Linked DNA regions of Mus musculus: region 1 is linked to region 2. Evidence: chromatin contacts called from public HiChIP or PLAC-seq data. All regions are on one chromosome and are shown on one strand. Each heading gives the region's core, a stretch centred on a gene start, on an enhancer-like site or on the middle of the called end of the contact. The rest is flanking DNA. Distances are from core to core; before and after follow the strand shown. Region 1 has its middle 8.8 kb from the start of Ier3. Region 2 has its middle 13 kb from the start of 4833427F10Rik.

The links. HiChIP or PLAC-seq counts read pairs in DNA pulled down with a chosen protein or histone mark.
Region 1: a CTCF HiChIP or PLAC-seq map of CD8 T cells shows a contact between it and region 2, with 15 read pairs. The contact joins two enhancer-like sites. A contact is called at or near these places in 2 of 15 datasets of contacts at CTCF or cohesin (CD8 T cells and the NIH/3T3 cell line), 71 of 484 Hi-C or Micro-C datasets (the AtT-20 cell line, B cells, the Ba/F3 cell line and 49 more), 16 of 115 datasets of contacts at active chromatin or transcription factors (CD8 T cells, the HPC-7 cell line, a colorectal cancer cell line and 10 more) and 2 of 9 other capture datasets (bone marrow-derived macrophages and embryonic stem cells).

Annotation. Positions count from the first base shown.
Region 1 is chr17:35,811,197-35,814,671 of GRCm38.p6, reverse strand. No RefSeq gene overlaps it. Among named protein-coding and RNA genes, the nearest start is that of Ier3, 8.8 kb to the left of the region's middle. Within about 2 kb of position 1,306, at least 276 of the 459 cell types and tissues checked have an H3K27ac peak or open chromatin away from gene starts, as enhancers often do. A contact at or near this core is called in the C2C12 cell line, CD8 T cells, the G1E-ER4 cell line and 5 more, where this site is marked.
Region 2 is chr17:35,757,321-35,760,791 of GRCm38.p6, reverse strand. No RefSeq gene overlaps it. Among named protein-coding and RNA genes, the nearest start is that of 4833427F10Rik, 13 kb to the left of the region's middle. Within about 2 kb of position 1,776, at least 40 of the 459 cell types and tissues checked have an H3K27ac peak or open chromatin away from gene starts, as enhancers often do. A contact at or near this core is called in the C2C12 cell line, CD8 T cells, the G1E-ER4 cell line and 5 more, where this site is marked.

The DNA.
Region 1 (3,475 bases), core at 57-2,556, 54 kb before region 2:
GGCTTCTCTTTGGCTTCGGTTTCCTTCTTGCCAGATTGTAATTCTATGAAGGCTGACTTGTTCATCTTGTAGGACGCTGTTTCCAATTTTCCAAGGTCTAGAACTTTTTTCATTTTTCTTTCTTTCTTTTTTTTTTTTTTTTTTTTTTTTTTTTGGTTTTTTGAGACAGGGTTTTTCTGTGTATCTGTGTAGCCCTGGCTGTCCTGGAACTCACTTTGTAGTCCAGGCTGGCCTCGAACTCAGAAATCCGCCTGCCTCTGCCTCCCAAGTGTTAGGATTAAAGGCACTGCCTGTTTTTTGTTTGTTTGTTTGTTTGTTTGTTTTAGATAATGTCTCTGGCTGTTGAGATGGCTCTTGTGGCAAAGATGCCTGCCATCAAGCCTAAAGAGCCTAAAATACCTTAAGCTCTATGCCCAGGATCCACACAGCAGGAGGAGAAGGCCAACTCCCACAAGCTGTCCTCTGATTTCCATTCACAGACTGTGGCATGAATGCCTACACACACACACACACACACACACACACACACACACACACACAGAGACAGAGAGACAGAGAGTGAGACAGAGAGACCTCTGTCTCTAGAGAGAGAGGCAGACTCATGAAACTCACCATGGCCTTGAACTCTCTAAGTAGCTGAGAAGGACCTTGAACTGCTGGGATTAGTCGCAATTTACTGGGTACTAGACACTGAACACAGGGCCTCTGTGTGCTAGGCAAGCACTCTACCTTGATCATATGGGAGTCGGCCTGCAGCTCCAGTCATTACTTCAGTGTTAGCAACTGGAGGGTATGACTGAACCGAGGACTTCCTGTATGCTAGACGAGCACTCTACCAACTGAACCACTGCCCACCCCACCCTTTTTACACAAGATCAAATCGGGGGAAAGGTAGAGTGGGTAAAGGTGTCTCTTTGTCATGCCTTTTGTGGTACCCTGTATTTACCGATGACTGATCTATACAGTTGAAGGCCTTAGATTACAGGCCCTCCGTTGGACTTGCACTTCTGAAGCCCCATGATTCAGAAGCGGGTTTTTTTATAGGTCCCCGAAAGTCTGCTGTGCCTCCCTCCCCCTCGAGAGCAGTACCACAGGGCCTTTTCTTTAAAGGTTGGGAGGGAATGTCCCCTCCCAGAGAAGCCTCTCAGCTAGAATGCTCAAGTTGAGGGCTGGCCAGATGCCATTAGGGATCGCGTGTTAGGACTGGCTTGATCTGCTGCCAAGGGTGAGCCCTGCGGTGGTATTCTGGGAAGAGGAGATGCCATGTGACTCAGAACCAAGTTAGGGAAAAAACAACCTCACTCAGTCCCTGGCACTCTGCCTCCCCAGTATGGCTTTGACATGACCTCATGAAAGAGGAAGCTGGACCGGGCAGACTAGAGCTTTGCTTTCCCTTCAGGTTTTGTCTCCACTGTCTCATAGATTCCCTAGAGTGTCTGGGCCTTAAGCTGCCGTCATTCTGGCTCCTAAGTAGTTCTGGCCCACTGCAGACATTCCCCCCGCATCAGACAATCAAGGAGTTAGAAATCCCACTCAGCACCGAAGGGAATGTGAGATGACACGTGTTTCTTCTCACCACTGAGCTCCTTCCCTGAATGGCTCTCATTTGGAGTTGCTCCTGTCTGCTGGAGATCGAGGATAGATCAAGTGCTACTGCCCCCCAGAATGTAGGAGTGGTTGTATAGCTACATTCCCCAGTTCAGAAAGCAGGGACTCCCACATTCCTGGGCAGCTGAGCCACCTTTGGAGCTGCTGCATCTCAGCTGAGACCAACCTATCTAATGCATTTGGTATTCAGAACCAAGGACTTTCAGGAAATGAGGGCGGTGCTGGGTCACAAAGAACCTTCCAAAAGCCAGGTGCCCCTGGTGCTAAAGTCTGGCACTTGGGACTTTCACCGGCACGGCCTGGGTTCAGTTCTTGAACTGATGAGGTGAGGTGAGGATGAAGATGTGGCTTAGTGGCTGGAGGGCTTGCTGAGTATGCTTGAGGCCTGAGGTCTGATCCCTCACAGCGGAAAAATAGACACTGTGGTGCAAACCTATAATCTCAGCCCTCTGGATGTGGAAGAGGATAAGGAGCATTAAGGCATTGAGGTTTGCTCTTTTGTTTGTACTGTCATGCTAAACGCTGGCCCCAAGGCCTGGTTGACCCTCAGGAACGTGAGGATCTCCAAGTAGACCCAAGTGATGCTGTGACCTTGCCCCCCAAGTTATCCCTGATGGGTGAATAAAGATGCCTACAGCTATAACCGTGCAAAGTCAAAGTAGGCAGGGCCTGGGGTTCCCCGGGCTGACCAAGCCAGTTCAGTCAGTCAACATGGTCTTGAGGGAGTGAGTGAGGATTAAAGACCAAAAAGGCAACACTAGAACATGACTCCAGCCAGGGCTGAAGGTGAAGTGGGTTTATTCTTTTCCAGACTGCTTTTATATCATTCTAGGTACATACAAAGCATATGGTCAGTCCTAAGGCATAAACAAAGGAGCCAGGGAACAAACAAGGCAGAAGAATGCATTAGATCCTCTGGAGTTACGGATGGTTATGAGCTATCATGTGGGTGCCCGGCCCTCCGGTAGGGCAACAAGAGCTCTTAATTGCTGAGTCATCTTTCTAGCCCTGATTTATTATTTTTAAATGTTTTTTTTCTGTGTATGAATGTTTTGCCTATAGACATGTAAGTGTACCTTGCACACACACACACACACACACACACATACACACACACACACACACACACACACAAACACACACACACACAAATATAACCTCCTGGTGCCCATGGAGGCTAGAAGAGGCTGTTGGATCCTCTGGAACTTGAGTTACAGATGGCTGTGGACCACCATATGGGTTCTGGGAATTGAACTCAGAACCTCTGCAAGGGCAAGCGGTGCTCATAACTGCTGAGCCATCTCTCCAGCCCCTTTTGTTATCATTTATTTTTATCTTATGTGTATATGAGCATGCCTGTATGTATACCATGTGCCTGATGCACAGAGGTCAGAGGAGGGTATTAGAGTCCCTGGAACTGAAGAGACAAGTGGTTGTGAGCAGACCTGGGACACTAGGAACCCAGCCCTGGCTCCTCTGCCAGAGCAGCAAGGGCTCTTACTCTCCAATGCTCTCTGCAGCATCTATTTTTATTCTTTTGCTTGTTTGTTTTGGTACTGGTGTGGAAGCCAGAACCTTGTGCTTGCTAGGAAAGCAATGGACAACTGAGAGACAAACCCAGCTACTGGGTGTATTTTTTAATTCCGGGAAAATTGCCAACCTCTTTTCGAAAGTGGTTTGGTTTTTGAGACAGGTCTTACCCTCTGTGTCTTAGGTTGGTCTCGGACCCTGCTGCCTTAGCCTGATAACAGGCAAGGCTCCAATTGCCAGGTCCAGCTTTGCATAACAGTTTTAAGCAGGTGGGGTTGAAATGTCCCACAGTAAAATCTCCCTTTAAATCTACACTCAAAGCATTTTCTTTGTCAAG
Region 2 (3,471 bases), core at 527-3,026:
GGTGACTCATAACTTCCTGTACCCCCAACTCGAGGGAATATCTAGCCTCCTCCGGCACCTCCACATACATACACACACACACATACATACATACATACATACATACATACATACATACAAACATACATATATACATACACACATACACAATGAAAAAAATGATGATGTTTTTGAGGGTTTCTCTGTGTCGCTCAGGCAGAGCTGGAACTCATTATCTAGACCAGGCTGGCCTTGAACTCACAGAGATCCACCTGCCTCTGCCTCCAGAGTGCTGGGATTAAAGACAGGCACTGACTAGTCAGACGGTGAGATGACTTTGTCAGGTAAAGGCTTCTGCCCCCACGTACGAGATCCTGAGTGCCGTGTCTGGACCTCACACAGTGGAAGGAGAGAACTGATTGTTGTAACCATCCTTTTCCTTTGGAAATCATTCCCCCCCCCCCCAAATAAATAATAAAATTTTATGTAGTCAGCTTTATCAGGGTCACAGTTATAGCTTAGTGGCAGATGGCTTGCCTCACACGTGAGGCCCTTGGTTCAATTCCTAGTACAACAAAACAAGCCAGCAAAGAAAACCAGTGTCTCAGCGTTCCCCCTCAAGGCTGACTTTCAACTATGGCTGTGAAAAATCTCCTTTCCAGGTTGTGTGGAAATCCACTTCTTACCAAGAAACAGCCCTTTTGTGTATTACAATAAGCTAATTAAACATTATCTTTTTCCATCAGAGCCCCGACCAAGTTTGATTTGTGCCTCTCCCCACCCACCCCCCTACCCCCGCTGTCGCTTCAGTTTTCCTGGACAAGATCTTCTTGTCCCGGCTGGGCTAAAACTGGACATGGGTCAAAATCAACACGAGTCTGATTCCCTGCACTGGGTTCCACGTTGCTGTCTGTCTGTCTTCCTTGGACCCTTTGTGCTTTCAGCTTAGTGTTTTTCCAGCAGTCCAAAGGCCTTCTGGGCATGAGGAAGACACTGAAGACCCATGCAGGGAGTGACTCTAGCTGGGGCAGACACTGAAGCCCAGGAATCTCTCCTCTGTTTGTAGATGGGTGAGTTGGGGGATTTCTAGGAGAAGGATGCTTAAAGTCCCTTTCTCTCTTCCTCCCCTCACCTCTTTCTTCCCGCACTCCCCCCCCCCCCCCAGAGTTCTCAAGCTGGTCTCAAACTTGGTATGTAGCTGAGGTGACCTTTAACTCCTGATTATTTTTTTGCCTCTACTCTTGGATGCTGGGATTATAGGCATGAACCATCACCCCTGTTTTATGCGATTGAACCCAGAGACTTGTGCATACGAGATGAGCCATGTACACTACTCAGGCCAAGTGTTACAAAAAGGACATCAAAACCAGGCATAGTGAGGTTTACTTCTCAGCCTAGGGAGGTAGAGGCAGGGGAATCAGCAGTTCAAGGTCTTTCTCAGGTACATAGTAAGTTTAAAGCTAGACTGCAATATAAGGGCTCGTCTCAAAAAAACCAACTAACCACCAAATGGTAAATCATCTATTCTTGTCTATTGACCAGCTAGGGTTATTTCCAGAAAGGAATAGAAGTGCAGAGATAATGCCACATAATTGGTAAGTTGTGTTGGGGTCTGTAGGACATGAAATTCCAGGCCACGTTGGAACTCTTACAGAGTCCCAATCTTCTGACCTCTGACCTCACTCGGATGATTCTGTTGATGGGCTCAGCTCAGACGTGGGCACTAAGGTTGGTTCTGACTCATCGGTGACCACCCTGGGCTGTAGGGGCCCACAGCCAGGGAGGGGCTGTTACTGGATATCTTTATTCTGTTGCCAGCGCAGTGCCTGGAACACAGTGACATTTTGCACATATCTGTTGGGTGACTGAACAGAAGAGCGGGGGAGGATTGTGGGTTAAAGATAAAGGCTGTAGAGCAGAGGTTTGAATGAAGGCTGTGATGTGTGATTAAACCATGAGCTCTGAAGGTGCTTGCCAGGTGGCGGGGAGGCACCTTGGCTACTGATTGTACAGAAACGGAGGTTGAGGGGCATCTGAAGAAATGGTTCAGCGATTTAGCATCACAACCTTGGTAAAATACCCAGACTGTATTGACTTATGCTGCTCGGGACACTGGATACTCTTCTAGTATCATTGCTGTAGAAAAACACCCACACTTGCAAAAAGAATCTTAGGGGAGAAAGGGTTTATTTTAAACATTTCAGGATACTACTCATCATTGTGAGGAAGTCAAGGCAGGGACTTCAACACATCATATCACGTCTACAGTCAATAGTAGAGATACAAATATGCATGCATGCTAATGTGTAGTCACATTGTATTTACAGTCAATATTAAAGAAACATAAATGTATCCATGCCAACATAGTTGCATGCTTGTGCTCAACTCTTTCCCTTCACTCCTGCGTAATACAGAAATCTCTGCCTAGGGAATGGTGTCACCCTAGGTGGGCTGGTTCTTCCCACATCACTTAAGTCCTCCAGTTGGCACTCCCTCACTGAGACTCTTCCCCCAGGTGATTCTAGGTCATGTCTGGTTGACAATTACAGCTAACCATCACAAGTTTGTATTTAGGGTAGGGTACCGTATATTCACTTTCTGCTTTTTATCTCTTATCAGATAGATTTCTGAACACTTAGTCTCACTAGCCTGGGCAGAGCTCAGCAGCTATATGTGTGAGTTTTCTTCCATCTTGTATATCTGATTGTTTCCATCCCATAGTCAAACCTCTGTCCATCATTCCAAACTAGAAACTGTAGACATGTAAAAGATTTTATTAGGGCTATTTTAAAAAAATATATTTGTTTTGTGTGACTTTTAAAAGTTACTTTAGCCAGGCAGTGGTGGTGTTTGCCTTTAATACTGTAATTTGGGAGGCAGAGATGGGAGGCCTTGGAGATCAAGGCCAGCCTGGTCTTCAGAGTGAGTTCCAGGACAGCCAGGGCTACACAGAAAACCCCTGTCTCAAAAAAACCAAAACAACTGGATTTATTTTTACTCAATGTGCATGGGTATTTTGCCTGTATGTATGTCTATGCACTATATTCATGCAATGCCCTTGGAAGCCAGAAGACTACATCAGATACCCTGGAATTGGAGCTACAGATGGATGTGAGCCACCATGTGCATGCTGGGAACTGAACTCAGGACCTCTCGAAGAACAGCCAGTGCTCCTAAGTACTGAGCCACCTCTCCAGCTCCTCATTATAGTTTTAAATTTGTGTGTGTGTACTCACACATGTGAGCATCTAATGCCCAGAAAAGGCATCAGATGCTCTGGAAATTAGTAACAATGATGGTGAACCTGATGTAGGTGCTTGGGTACCTAACATATATCCTTTAGAAGAGCGGCATGTGCTGAGCTATCTCTCCAGCCCCTATAAGGTGTAGGTCAGGAAATACAGATGCAGTTGGTACCTGACTAATGTCAGAAGTGGGCAATTCAAGAGGTGATAAATGTGAACACTGTTGGCTTATTATGAGGCAGTAAAA